2 separate regions of the Oryctolagus cuniculus genome follow, and region 1 is linked to region 2. A link is a contact called in public Micro-C data. All regions are on one chromosome and are shown on one strand. Each heading gives the region's core, a stretch centred on a gene start, on an enhancer-like site or on the middle of the called end of the contact. The rest is flanking DNA. Distances are from core to core; before and after follow the strand shown.

What was found. Hi-C and Micro-C count contacts between places; a contact is called where the count stands out from the background.
Region 1: a Micro-C map of ear pinna shows a contact between it and region 2, with 8 times the contacts expected there. The contact joins the enhancer-like site here to the promoter of TRIB2 in region 2. A contact is called at or near these places in 2 of 6 Hi-C or Micro-C datasets (ear pinna and an unstated tissue).

The regions. Positions count from the first base shown.
Region 1 is chr2:190,960,636-190,968,095 of mOryCun1.1, forward strand. LPIN1 (lipin 1) reads right to left here. Exons shown (of 22, transcript XM_008254750.4): 22 at 4,610-6,953. The coding sequence ends at 6,794. Among named protein-coding and RNA genes, the nearest start is that of LPIN1, 130 kb to the right of the region's middle. Within about 2 kb of position 1,571, at least 3 of the 8 cell types and tissues checked have an H3K27ac peak or open chromatin away from gene starts, as enhancers often do. A contact at or near this core is called in ear pinna, where this site is marked.
Region 2 is chr2:190,030,802-190,038,111 of mOryCun1.1, forward strand. TRIB2 (tribbles pseudokinase 2) reads right to left here and starts at 3,580. Exons shown (of 3, transcript XM_002710045.5): 1 at 2,551-3,580. The coding sequence starts at 2,820.

The DNA.
Region 1 (7,460 bases), core at 321-2,820, 930 kb after region 2:
TTCCACCATGGAGACAAAAGGAGATATTTAAAATTCCAAATTTGGCGTCAGGCCTAAACTACCTCTATCACAGTTGCCAGGGAGCCCGTGACTTTGGGAGCTACAGCTGACCCATGGGTGCCCACTGGCTCAGTTTAAGCTTCATCCACGCATCAGAATCCCACAGGAGAAGGAGGAGTGACAAGCATCCCAAACCAAGCCCTCAGTGTGCTGATGGCTCAAGCAACCAAAGGATCCTGTGGCACCCAAACTAGGGTTTACAGCACTTGGAGCGGGACAACGCGGTCTGGGCCGTCTCTGGCAGAATGTACAAGTGCACCAACTCAAGTGAGTGGCCACCCTGGTCCTCTAAGACAACTGACTGAGCGGGGACCCCACCCCTGCTGTTAAACTGCTGAGCTCCTCAGCAGTCAACACACATGTAAATATGGAATAAGAGGTTTCCCAGTACTGTGTTCTGTAGACGTCAAAGAAAATGAGAATGATGATTTGAATGGTGGTACGCCAGGCTCCAAAGCTGAATGAAACATGGTACCACATTAAACACAAAGCACCAATCCATCCAAGCTAACCTCAAATCCTGGTTATTCCACAGCTAGGGTGCATCAATTTCTTCCACAACATGACAGTAAGTAGACTTGAAACTCTACTAGAGTTACAGTGTTGTCTACACTTAATATTAAATGCACTCAGTAGTAAATATTAATTTAAATATTGCTTTTAGTTTTATACTGTACAAGACTATTCTTTGATGTCCCACTTCCCTGCCGGCCCACACTACCCCCCAACCCTGGCACAGGTTTAACAGGGCTGTTTCTGAACACATGGCTCTCTCGATTTCTCTCTCTTGATCTCTCTCTTATACTCTCCTCCCTCTTTTCCTTCTTTGCCCCTTCCCTCCGGTCTGTTGGGTTTCCCCACCAATAAACCCTTTTCCTTATAAAAAATACATAAAAGTAATTGGATGCAACATTAACATTTTGATGCTGGTCCCTCATATTCCTTAAATTTGAGGGGAAATCCAATAATAGACTCCTATTTGTCCACTTAACACATACTCCCTAATCCCAAGAATGTAGCTAAGTGGGTCCCATCAGCTGACTTCTGAGGAAAGTAAACATTTTACTGCACAAGGAATTACACCTATTGCCATCATCTTTTGTGTGCTCCATGAAAGAAAAACCCAAACTTTAATCCAGAATTCAGTCTCTTTCGATCAAAGCAAGGGCATCAGCCTAACTCAATCTGCAAGCAGTGTTTATTTTGGGGATTCCCTGAAATATGAATCAAGAAGACAAAGAACAAAAGCGAAACCAGGGAGCCACTGGGGGAGGACAAACAGGCGGCTTCCAAACGAATGTGTAAACCGCTTCTCCCCAGCCTGGCTCCCTCGAGCATCTCGGAAAAGGATGCTTTCACCATCGGAGAAATGACGACTGGCTGCTCCTCCACTTACATGGCTTTGTTGCAAAATGAATGTGACTTGTTCAGATTCCAGGCGGAGAAAGCAGCAGCAGTCGTGGTTCCTTTCCAGAGTGAAACTCAAAACCACAATCTCCGGTGCACAAAAGGCAGAATGAGTCACAGGAAGAGGCCACTTGCTTGCAAAACTCATTAAAGGCAATGCCGGGCTGAATGGACTTCCTGCACCAATGAAAAGATCCCTGGCACCAGGACAGGCACCTCGAGGCTCCGACAGTTTGGAGGAAGAAAGCAGCCATTAGAAATCTGGGCACAGCCTGAGTCGGCTCCTCCTCGCACACTCTCCCAGCCCAGCCCCCGCTGCCCAGCCTGGAATCCCCTCTGTTCTGGTCAGGCCCCCATCTCAGGTCCTTGGGAAGGTATCAAAGGGTCACACCGACACCCCATGACTAGGATGAGCACCTGTCCTGGGCTTCCAAGCTCCTTTTCAGGAGTGCAGCTGAGGCCAGAGGATCCATCCGGTGGCTTCCTGAGGTCTCAGGTTGCTGGGAGCTCCGAGAAGTTACTGCTTGCCCTGGCCTGGCCACATGAAACTCAGATAGGAGCTGTTTTTGGAGATGCATTAAGCCCTGGGGTTTTACTCCATCTAAAGTCTGTGTTTGACTTGTGAACAAGCATAGAATTCCCCTGAAGGACTTCTCACTACGACACACAGACGGAGACACAGAGCCATCTCCCAGCTGCTGCTCCACTCCCTAAATACTCACAACAGGCAGGGGCTAGGACAGGTTGAAGCTGGGAGCTGGGTAATCCATCCAGGTCTCCCATTTGGGTTGCAGAGAGCCAACTATTGGAGCCAAAAGCCTGCTGCCTCCCAGGACGTGCATTTGTGGGAAGCTGCAATCAGAACTGAAGCCAGGACTCAAATGCAGCTACTCCAAAATGAGACATGGGTGTCTCAACCACGGGACCAAACACTCACCCCAACAATCTGCATTCCCACCAAGCTCCTTGATGCTGGAGCTACAGAGCAGGAGGCCACGCTTGGTTGTTAGATCTGAACAACCAGGGCCAGTGATGTTGAAATTTGGGCTGTGCCAGTTGGAGGCCCTTTGGTGCCAAAAACAGGCCCCCTGAAAGAACTCCCTCCACTCTACCCAAGCCCAAGCCACACTTGATTGGTCTCCAACTCCCTGACTTCCAGGAGGGGGCCTTTGTCAGACCACTTTTTTTTAAAAAGGCTGTGCTGCCAAACCAAAACCAATGGTGCCCCCCGGTGGTCATTCAGGGCCATAGACGCCTAGGTTAGCTCCTGGCAGTTTTCCAGTTTCCTTCCAGTATCAAGTCCCTGCCTGGTTTTCAGTAGAAGCAACACGGCCTCCTTCAGTGCTTAGGAGGCAGGAGGGGTCAAAAACAGCAAGGCAGAAACCCCCGTGGCCTTTTCCCACCTTATCCTCAGAGAGGGGCACAGCATGGCTCCCACAGCCTGGAAACAAAACACGCAGCAGGGGAAGCAGCCAAGTGAGGGGCTATGGGGTGATGGGGGCAACTCTCTCCAGAATAGCTGGATGGGACCCAGCTCCTGCTGGAGCAAGGACACGGAGACTCTAGAAGCTGGTTTTTTGGTTTAGTTTTGTTTTTTTACTGCTCTGGTTCCAGGACGGTATGAGGACCACACGCATTTTTTTGGAAAGGGCATTTTGAGGCCCATAGCCGCCAGCAATGACCCCAGCATCTGTCCCCTGAGCCTCCAATGCAAGGGTGGTGCTATCCCAACACCTTCAATACACAGGGCTGGCAGCTGAGACATGGGGAGGTCTACGCTATTGAAGCAGCTCCCTCACAGAACAGCTCCCACAAGGGAACCCAACAGAGCCCAGGGAGGAGGAGAGACCCAGGCAAGGGTGGCGCTGGGGCATCCGCCAGCTGCAGACACGAGCTTGTATTCATCTCACTGCACGGGTAAGAGCACCTGCACACTGACATCACAGCTGGAATAACCCTGTGCTGCTGTTCAGGGAAATCAGTTTGGTCTGTTTTGTTTTGAAGATGCACAGGCATTAACCCCACAGATGCCCCATGCGGAGCTGCTGCCGCTATGTTTGCAACATCTAGAGGCCGATGCTCTTCCTTTTACTCCAAAATGCCTAGGCTGAGCCGGCAGACCAACAGAAGTCTCCACCCACATGGATGACACACAGAATCAACAACAATTATGACAGTTTTGGCTTCCATGACAGAACCAGTCAAGGCCTTTGAAATGAAAACACATCTAGGGTACCCTACAGATAAGTCCGAAGTCCGGAAATATCAGGACAACAGGTTGAGGAAAGGGAACCACCAGGAGTTAACACCACACCTGGGCAGGGCCCTGGGAGCACTTAGAGAGCATCTGACTGAAACTCCCTGCTCCTGAGCACCCGCCGGGCAGGCACAGCCCTCCGTCCTCCCCACACACAGCACTGAATCCACAGCAGACCAACTGCTGACTCCAGGTAGTGACACAAATGCTCAGAACAGGATCGGTTTGATGCGAGGCTTGATAGCACACACCAGAAAACCAGCAACTTAGTAACTTACCAAAAACTAAACTTAGAGACATCAGTTAAGGGGATGGCCAAGTGTTGCCGTTCGCAATGCAGGTCTCTTCTAAGAGGGCTGTTTTGAGTCCCAGCTGCTCTGTTTCTGATCCAGCTCCCTGCTAATAATGCACTTGGGAAGGCAGCGGCTGACAGCCCAAATGCTTGGGTCCCTGCACCCACGTAGGAGGCCCAGATGGGCATTCCTGGCTCATGGATTCACCCTAGCCCCTCCCCAGTCATTGCAACCATTTGGGGAATAAACCCACAGATGGGAGTCTTTCTCTCCCTCCCTCCCTCTGTCACCCTGCCTTTCAAATAAATTTTAAAAAAATTTTTTTTAAAAATCTAGTTAGGATGCCTGTATCCCAGTATACCCAGCTCTGTGGAAGACAGTTTGTGATGGCTCAAGTGACTGGGTCCCTGCCATCCATGATTGCATTCCCAGCGCCTAGCTCAGTCCCGGCCCAGCCCCAGCAGTTCGGGCATTCGGGGACTGAACCAGAAGATAATGGGAGATTACTACTTTCTCTGACTCTCTGCCTCGCTCAAGTAAATACTATCCAAAAAAAAAAAAAAAAAAAAAAAAAACTACACATGCTCAAATGTCAGTGAAGCCTTTCATCAGTTTCATTTATTATAATATTTCCTAGCTTTGAATCCAGCACAATACAATGAAGTTTACAGTGATTTTTATCATTGCACCAGCATACACAAATACAGACCAGATACTGTAAGTAAAATATGTTCAAAGTGGTGAACTGAACCTACAAATTGAAAGGGAAATTTACTTTGAAAGTGTAATCATTTGTTTTCAGTGTACCAGGTATATTCTTTTCAATACACCAGGTATATACATTTTCCCATCCCACGTGATAAGCATCTGACAACCGGTCACTATGAAGTGACCCACTTCCACTGGGCACCTCTGACATGTGTGGTCCAAACACAGCATTCTAGCATGCGGCCTTGGGGGGCAGGGGGTCGCTGGGTGGCATTCATGTATACACGGATAAACCAGCTTGGAGATGCGTCGGTGTAGCTAGCCCCCAAACAAACCTTGTTGGAAGCCGCAAGGCGGGTGTTAACACTGCTCAGTGGCCAGGGCTCACACTGAACTTGACAGATCTGAGACTGTGACTTTCTGGAAGGCATGCCCTGTGCAGGAGTGCTGTGGTGTGGGAAGTTAAAGGTTCATCACACTTACGGGTCCACAGAGGATCAATGGAGAGGACAGGCACCGACCCTCAGGGTCAGAGCTCCTCCCGCATGCAGGGCAGAAGGCCTTCGAGCCTTTGTAGGCCCATGAGTTTTATATTTAGCTCAGAGCAGTTAAAAAGTACTCAAAAATAACCTTGTGGCAGAAACAATGTAGCCTCTACAGGCCCCTGGGAGAAGGCCCAAAGAAATGAGCTAAGGCAGGACTATGTCTCATTACTCCTAGCATCTCCCAAAGAGAATCTGCATGTACGTATCCACGTAAACCAAGGCCCACGTCTGCCTCCTGCGCGCCGTGCTGACGGCTCAGCAGAGGCACGCGCTGCCGACAGAGCCCACCAACTACAACGAGGCAACAACTCTGCGTTCTCTTTCACAGAAAGAGTAATGTTTCCTCCAGCTGTTCTGCTTTGCCTCCTGTGACTCGAACAGGGAAATTTAAATAGGAAAGTATTTCAGTCGGTTGAGGAAAACACTCTTTAGAAAAATAATACTTCAAAAAGTAAAGCAAAATCTGTTACCAAAATAATTCTCTTGCTTTTCACATTGTTCTTGCTACAAACAGAACTTGACAAGAGAATCGCCTTCCATCGGCTTAAAGCATGTCACTCAAATTATTACTTATTCATCTGTCTTTGAGTGGAAGAGGCTGCTAAAAAAATCAATTACTCATAAATTCCAGTGTATCAGATACACAGAATAAGCCTCCTGGGATAGTCAAACAGAGAGCTTTTTAATATACTAACAACAGCTGTAATTGAAAGAATATGACCTAAAACGCTTGTTCGGTAACCCAACCGAAGTAATAAATAACATCTACAAAGAATAGAACCCAGCTTCTTGAAACAAACTCTCTTACAACCAGCCAGCGTCGTCCGGGCACTCCCGGTGAGACCCGACGTCGTCCCCATTCGGCCACGTGACCAGAGCCAGGGCACGTGATCAGCGCCACGCCACGCCGCGAGGCCAAGCGGCCGGCGTGCTGCCCGAGGGGCTCACCCTCCTTTCAGTTTAAGGCATTACAAGGTTACCGAGAGCTAGACACAGCGCATTCTAAATATAACGGCCGCCACAGGTACATTAAGGCATAAATATCCCGGCCTTGAGCCACCAAAAAACAAATGGGGGGGCCACATGCCAGTGACCTTGACGGCCATCTTCACAGCCAGACGCGTGGCAGGGCTCTTCCCCCGGTCAGCAAACGCGGCAAGGGAACACCGTGGCCGAGGCCAGGCACACCCTCACGGAAATAGACCTCCTACCCTACTGAACACCGGGCCCATCCGGCACTGCTCAACCGTCCCGTGTGCAGCCAACAGCAAGGAGGTAGCGAGCGGCGGACGCCCACAATGCACAGCGACCGCGAGTGGACTTCCGGGGCAGCCCGGAACAAGTACTTCCGGGGCAGACGGGGGCCTCACGGAGGTTGCGCGCGCATTCGGCCTGAGCGGCCGGGCAGAAGAGCCTGTGGCTTCCCTCAATCAGGCTCGGAGCCCAGCGCGGGGTCCCCGCAACCTATCCTTTAATGGCGACGCCCAGGCAGAGGCGAGGTGGCCGGAGCCGCCGGGTCGTTGCTACGCCGAAGCCGAGTGGACGTCTTGGTTCTCAAAAGGCGGCGGCGGCTCTCTCCAGTAGGTGAAGTTGCTGAAGGTGTCGGAACAGGGGAAGTCTGAAGAATGGCTTCTTTTCAGCAGAGGGAAGACGTGGTCCACCACCTCGCAGAGCCGCACGTACCTGCGGGGAGAGGGGCGCGGTCAGCGTGGCGCCCGCCCGTGGGGTGCGGAGGGCCCAGGACGCCGGGCCGGCCACGCCTGGCCAGGCCCCGGGTTCTCCCGGAAACCAGAGAGGGGCGCGAGAGAGGCCGGGCGAGGGCCAGGCGGGGAGCGAGCGCCAGCAGAGGCGACGGCGGCCAGGCGGGGCCTGGGGCGGCTCATGGGCAGGCACACCCTGGGGGCGCCCACGAGGGTGCTTCCTGGGGTTTGGCCATGGGTTCTGCAGCTCGCTCGCTGCTCTGTGACGCCGCCGGGAAAATGCTTGACCCCTCTGAGCCGCCAACCCTGCACTGAAGGGGAGGGAGAGGAAAACTGCCATGGCGCCGATTGGACAGTTAAACCACGCAAAGCGGGCAGCTATGAAGTACTGTAAACCCGGGTATTCCACGGGCTTGCTGCCCCCACCGTCAGGAGACCTGGGGTCGGGTGCTACCTGCCCTGCTGTGCAACCTCGGGCAAGTGTGCTGCC
Region 2 (7,310 bases), core at 2,330-4,829:
ACTGGTATTTAAACCATCACCTTCAAGCGCAAAATCAAGCCAGACACCTGGTTGCCAGCTTCTTTAAAACGTTTAATTTGGAGCGTCAGTTATATAACATGACAGTTTAACTAAGGCAGTCAGATGAGGCCATTGTTAATAATGTTAAAAAAAAAAAAAAAAAAAAAAAAAACCAAGGGTGGGGGCGCCCATTCTGCCAAGAAGGTAATGATGTCAATCTGCACAGCAACTACCAGCATTTTCATGAACAGGATGTAGCCACAGGCTTCCTGAAGCTCCTTCCCTCATTTGCCTAGGCAAAGCAGGCACACAGAGACAACAGACAGGCTTGGCTATTTTATTTAAAGGACCCCAGAATCTGACTCCCTCCAAATGATGTCCTGGAGAATTTCCTGTGCAGTCTTCGTAACAAATAGCATCTTGACTTTTGATCTGTTTTTGTAAAAGCTTTTTTTTTTTCGTTGGGTCAGCACAGCCCTAGGAAACAGGAACCCTACAGTCCAAGACATCAAAAGGAACTTGATTCATGTGTCCATTTCACTGAGCCTTGAAGTCAACCAAGAGCTCAGGGCATCTCTCTCAGTAGCGGTAGTTCACAGAATAGTCTTAGAAGACTCACTGGGAGCTTCCTAGGCTATATCCAACTGTGCTTGTGTAAGAAGTCCCTCACGTCACCTCTGGTAAAAAGGCAGAATACAGAAACCGCTGTATCTTAAAGGGATGACCTCTGTCAAGCACAACAATGATACTGCACTTAAATCCACTCGCAGTCGCACTGTAATTGGTGAGGGGCTGATTCCATCTTTGCAATAACTAAAGCAGCAGATTAAGTACAGTTTCAGGCCAGAGAGCAGGTCTGCAGTTGACCCTGTAAGGTCAGCCCGCAGTGAAATATGTCTTGAAGAGTCTGACGGGAGAAAAAGAGAGCAGAGGCCAGAGTCATCTCCGATTTTAAACAAAGAAGTAGCAGCAAGATGCTCGCGCAGAATCTGGCTCCAGAGTCTCTCTACTTAAAAGCATCCTCAGCCTTTGAAAAATATTAAAATGCTGCACTGAAGTTGAGCAAAAGGAGTGAAAACACTCACTGCTGGGTGATTGTGCATATTTCATTGGAGGCAGCAGCTCTGTGGAATTCATTCATTTCAAAGGATGACTGTCCTATTGTGCAACCTTGCAGGACTTCTGAGAATCCAGTCCAGCTCTGAACTGCCTACTAAATTTTGGTCAAATGGGCACAGTTGCTGTGGGTCTCAATAACTCAGAAAAGATGCAAAATACCGCAGGCTCAGTCCAAGCAAAAAGCAATATTTAAAGCGGCTCCGGTTTCTCCCTAAGGTCTGAGTCGGACAATCACAAAACCGACCGGAGAGCTACACCAAACCCAATTTTTGCAATGAAATACTCCAGTCCAGTATGAAATAAGACAAGTTCACAAAGCAGTCTGTGGCTCATGGTAAGAGTGTGATGCATTATTTGTAGTACAGCTGTGCACTGAGCCTGTTTCAAAGACAGCAGGAGTCCTGGCTCCCCACCCCCGACCCCCACTCTCCCCCCCAGGAAAAACAACAGAGAGCAAATCTAAAATTAAATGACAATGGATTCTTGATCTATGTCCAATTCTGGGTAGCAATGCGCTCTACTGTACTTCCCCTCTTCAGCCTCTTGTCTGGTGCCCGGTGGGTGCACACAAAGACACAGACACACACAAGCCAGGCATCCTGCAGGGTCAAAAACAAAAAGGCAGCTAAATTGTCCCCGGGGTGGTTCTACCTGCCAATCCCTGGGGCTCCAAGGGCTAAGCTCTAAGCTGACGGGGCAAGGTGTGTGTTGATGGTGGGACGTGTAGGCAAGGAAGTCTAGACAAGAAAAGAAACAGACGGGAGAGAGGGACCCCAACAATCCGCTCTTCACCGAAGGTGCGCCCGCGGCTTTGATTTCCACCCAATCTCCCATCAAGGCTACAAGGTCTTTGTAAACTGCCTCCCCGCGCCAGGCCCCTGGGCACAGCCCGAGGGGACACCTTTGTGTGTCTCCGAAAAAGGGCACCTTCGGAACAAAGGTTTAACACCTGCACGCTGCGAAGAACAATGGCTGCGAGAGGGACCGAGTCACTAGGGTCTTAAAATTAGAGGGGGATTCCCAGATCCACGCAGGAACGAGAGGGGAGAGCCACTGGGAACCTCCCAGCCCCCCGCGCCCCAGTCGCTGGGCAGCGGGTCCCGGCCTGGCGCCAGGGAGCTCCGGGAGCCTCGGGAGCACGCGTGTCCGGGGGCCCCCGCGCAGTCCCGCGCCCTCCCCGCCGCGGGCTCTCCCCAAAACGCCCCCGCGGCAGCCCGCCCCATTGTCTGAACCTTTCTAAAAACTTCGCAACTAGTCCGACAGCAGCAAATAAAGGAACAAGCCCGCGGATCCAGGCCACGGACAGGGACCCGGTGGATCTCCCTCCCCCAGACTCAGGGCTCGGCGACCTCCCCACCCGCGCCGGCCCCTGTCCAAGGGCCCAGGGAATTTTTTTTTTTAACCCAAACACCAACACCCCCGGCTCCTTACCTTGCACACCAGCTCCTCTCCGCTGTGCAGATGCACCGCACGGAAAACGTGGTCTCCCTCCAGAGGTTCCAACAATAAGTATTTCCCGATGCAAGAAACGCAATGCGACAAGTTCGGAGTCTCGGGCGGGCTCGGGGAGCCGAGGTTCGGGCTGAAACTCTGGCTGGGCTCGGCGGACCTTATAGACGACAACTCTTCGAAATCCTGGGTTTTGTTCCGCGATCTCCCATATCTCGCTATTGTGATGGGGGTAGACCTGTGTATGTTCATGAGTGTGGGGATCGCGCACGACAGACAAAAAGACCCGCTGGCGGCACGAGTGCGGCTGCAGGCGCCTCGGTGCCCCGGGTTTCGGCGGGTAGCGAGGCGCGGGGCTGCGTGGAGAAGGAGTCAGGAGCCCCTGGATGGGCGCCGCCGGGTACCTGGTCTCCTGCGAACCCGGCTCCCGGGGGCACTCGCTCCGCAGGCAGCCCGGGTCCTTTTGTTACCCCGAAGCCGGCAGCGACGCGCAGAATCGCCGCACTTGGAGTTGCTCGCTCGCTCTTTCCCCCGGCGCGGGTCTGGAGGAGCCGCGGGGCCGCGCAGACGGGGGCTGCAGAGCCGGGTTTCCCGAAGCGGTGCCCAGGCAGCCTTGGGAATCGCACGCGGGGCGGAGGAGCCCGGCTGTGTGTGGTTCGTGCAGTCCTCCGGGAGCGCACGGCGGCGGCGCAGGCTCCACGCGTTGCAAACCAAACAAAAAGCAAAAGGAAATCGGCACGGGTCTGCCGGCTCGCGACGCACGGCAGCCAGGATCCGCGCTGCACCCCCTTTTTTGGTGGAAAGGGTGGGGGGCGTGGAAGGGAGGGGGGTGCCGGCGAGGGCAGTTACCTACGTTTCAACTGTAGATGGCGTCTGAGGCTGTTCCAAGATCGCCAGAGCGCTCCAAAAAATTACACACACACACAAAAGAAAAATAGCAAGGGAGCATGTAAGTTGGAGCGGTCCGCAGCGCTGCCAAAAAAAAAAAAAAAAAAAAAAAAAAAAAAAAAAATGGCAAGAGCCGGGCAGAGTCGCGGCGCGGGCCGGGCGCAGGTTCCGCGACACCGCCCGGGCTGGCCCGCCGCGCCGAGCTCAGCACAGGCGCATGCTGCAGCCGCGCGCCCGCGCTCCGGGTCTTCCTGCGAGCCGAGCCGGGAGAGCGCGCAGGGGCCAGGACGGAGCGGCGGGCTCCGGTTTCCCCGGCGCGGGCTTCCGGGATCGTGCGGGCACCGGGAGAGGATGCGCCCCCCTGGCTCGGCCCACCCGCGGCGGCGTCGCCTTCCCGCCGGAGAGCCGCGGCTCGCCTCGGAACAACTGGCAACCGCTCCGTCTCCCCCTGCGCCGGACCCTCAGCGCCCCGCGCGGTTTGTTTTGGAGAAAATTGACGCTTTTCCGCCTTCTTCCTTAATTCTTCCCTGGCCCCGCAGCGGTAGGCGAGGGCAGTGTATTTAAGGATGAAAGGGGATGGCCGACGGCGCCGAGGCCAGCCCCCGCTCGGCACGCCAGCACCTCCCGGCCAGGCGGTATTAATAGTTACTTACGCGGCCGGGGATCTCGGCGCGAGCGCGGCTGCCTGTGCGCGCGCGCGCGCCCCGCTCGCGCCCGGTCTCCCCATTCAATGTCACCGACACACTCGCCCCGGCCCCGCCCCGCCCCTGCCGGCTCCCCCCGCCCCTCATTGAGCCGGGTGCCCATCCGTCAGCCTCGCCGCTGCTGCCCCTGCGGCTCCCGGCCCGGGCCGCCGGCGCTGGGGCTCGGGGCGGTAAACAAAGTGCTATATCCGCCCCCCGGCCCCGGGCGCCGTGGCCAGCGCCGTCCGGGCAGCGCGCCCCGTGCCGGCTACGTGCCCCGCTGCAGGCGGGCCGCGCCTCCCCACCGGTTCGCCCGGCGCAGCTCGGACCGCGCCAAGGCTCTGCCTTTGAACCGAGCGCCTGCATCCTCCTGGCGCTTTCCCGCGGAAAGCCGGGCGGACTCGGAGCCTCTGGCCCACTCTGCTCGGATGCGCTGAGCGAGGAGCGCCTCTGTTTTCCCAGAAGGTGCCCGGAACAGTACCACTGCCTGGAGCTCCACGAATTCGTTTCATTCTATCTCCAGCATCCCTCTCCCCGTTTAAAAAGAAATCGTGTGCTTGCTTTCCTTTGGTGCCACTACCTCCTCCCCTTCCCCAGCCTGAGTATTTAATTTTCTTAAGAAGACATTTAACGCAGACCACATTGAATCTTTTATACTCCCCCCTGCTTTCAGGGCATTGCCCATCGTGCCGAGAAGGCCCAGGGTGACAATCCTTGGCACCAGCGCTGCGGGCGCCCAGCTGCAGGCCGCAGGGCTTCTCTCTTATCCCCTAGCACATGGACCACGGATGCACTCAAAGCTGAAGGTGATGTGAAGGCAGCCGTTTCACCGCCGAATTATTAACTCCAGTCCGCTTGGCTGGGACGCGGGAGCAAAGAATCTTGAACCCACTCAGAGCCTTGGAAATCTAGAACCTTTTCCAAATGGATCTTGGTAATGAGAAGCCATCCAGCCCGGAGCACACTGGGAGGGGCTGGTAAAGGGGCATTGAGATGATTCTGGGCGCCCTCCCGTCTTGTACGTGGTTAGTAAAGAACCTACAACTTACTGCCCACAGTGGGATAATTTGAGTGAAAAAAGAGGCGTTTATGGGGATGCCCACCTGGGACCAGGGAGTTGCTCCAATGATGAGGAGTCCCTGGAGTCGGCCCCACATGAGCCAGGACCCTAAGTCTGCAACTGCCTCCCAGCGGTTCCTGGGAAGGAAGGGAAACAAGTGGGCCCTGTGGCTTGGCATGCCTTGCCATGCTGCCCATGACTTCATCCCTGATCCTGGGCGGATAGATCAGGACAGCCTAAGGGGTCTTCCAGTCCAGCGTCCCCCCACGAAGACATGGGCCCGTGTCAAGAGCAGCTCCAAGGCCACCTCTGCTGGTGGGTGGGGAAGAAGGTGTGTGGCCGTCTCTGGTCAGGGGCTGCCAGAGGAGCTTTGCCAGAATTCAGGGTTGCACCCTGTTTTGCAGTCCTGGCTGGGCTCCTGATTTCACATGGAGATTGAATCAAGAAATACCTTTGTTCCCTCCCTTTCTGGGTCCTGACTCTTCATCTTTGAGGGCATGGCACAAACCCTGCTCACCTCACACGATTCCTTTGGAATTGTGTTTCCAGTTCCAGGAAATCTATGAAGGCTTAGTATAAGCCGAGCCCTGTGCAGAGTGTTAAGGATCCAAATAGGAGTAAGATTTGATGTCTGCCACCCAGGAGCTATGAGTCTAGCCCCAGAGAAAGACTGGGAAACAAATAATTTCATTGTGTATGATGTGGCAAGTAGAATATCAGGCTCTCAAGGGAGCCCAGAGGAGGGAACAACTTTTCCTGGATGTCGAGACTTTTCCCTCCAAAAAAACATATGATTTTTCTTTTTTCTTTTTAACCTGGAATTAATCAAAACCAAAAATATTTATTGAAACCTACTACGTGCCGGACACTGGATATGGACACACAATGATCTTTAAATATATTTTGTTTATTTGTGGACCTTGAAAGAGTCCTGTGAGTCACAACATAATATGAATAAAAGATTGTGGTTGGCATTTCGAGCAGAGAAGGAATGTGCATAAGCGAAGGAGTGAGATGTTCTGAAGTTTCTAGCAACTCATCCTCCTCCAGCATTGGCAGTGTCCCAGGGGGAGTCAGGCCTGGGGCTGGCAAGGTGGTTGGGGTTTGATCACAAAGGTGTTAACAGACACAGCCAGCACTCAAGGTCTTCCTTGTAGAAAAGACAAAGAGTTGAGGCATATTTAAATTGGCAAGTGACAAGGTTGTACTGGAGTTGCACGAAGATCAGGCTGCAGGTCAGAGGGAGTTAACACCACTGCACTTCCCACTAGCCTGGAGACAAGAAGGAAAACATAACTCTTGATGCATAAACCTCTATACCTGATGGATGAGGCTGTATGGCAGCCATTGCCCTGCCCAGTCTTAAAAGCTAAATTCACAGCGAAGTGCTCAGTGTTCACTGAGCAGACTCGTGGAGCAGTTGCAGCACACGATAAACAAGCTAATTTACACGGAGGGCCTTAAACATTTGTTAGGCCTGTAGACTCAGTAGTTCTTCTCAAGTTGAAACGCACAGAAAAATGCAGTACAAGATCAGCGGGACTCTTTCATTTATTCATGTTTGAGTTATTTGGCATTGAATGAATTTAGAATATCTCGATATGTAAAGTGGAATTATAATCTGAATTTTGCCAACAAATGAAACTTATGGAAGATGCACTAAAGGAACTAACACAATATCTTATGTGTACTAGAAACTCAATATTTATGATTTTTTCTAAAGATTTATTTCTTTGCAAGGCAGTGAGACTGACAGCTAGAGAGGGATCTTTGATCCACTGATTCACTCTGCAAATGCCTGCAACATCCGTGGCTGGGCCAGGCCAAAGCGAGGAGGCAGGAACTCCATCCCAGTCTTCCACATGGATGCCAGGAACCCAAGTAATTGGGTCATCTGCTCCTTCCTAGGTGCATAACAGGAAACTGAGTCAGAGGCAGAGGAGCCAGGACTCAAACCAGGTACCCTGGCGTGGGATGTGGGTTATGCCACTACGCCATAACACCAGCCCCAAATTGTCACTATTATTATTGTTATTGCTGAAATATATCCACAGAAAGCAACCTGCCATGCTGTACAAGCAAGAGAGTAATAGATAAAAAGTTTACAGCAT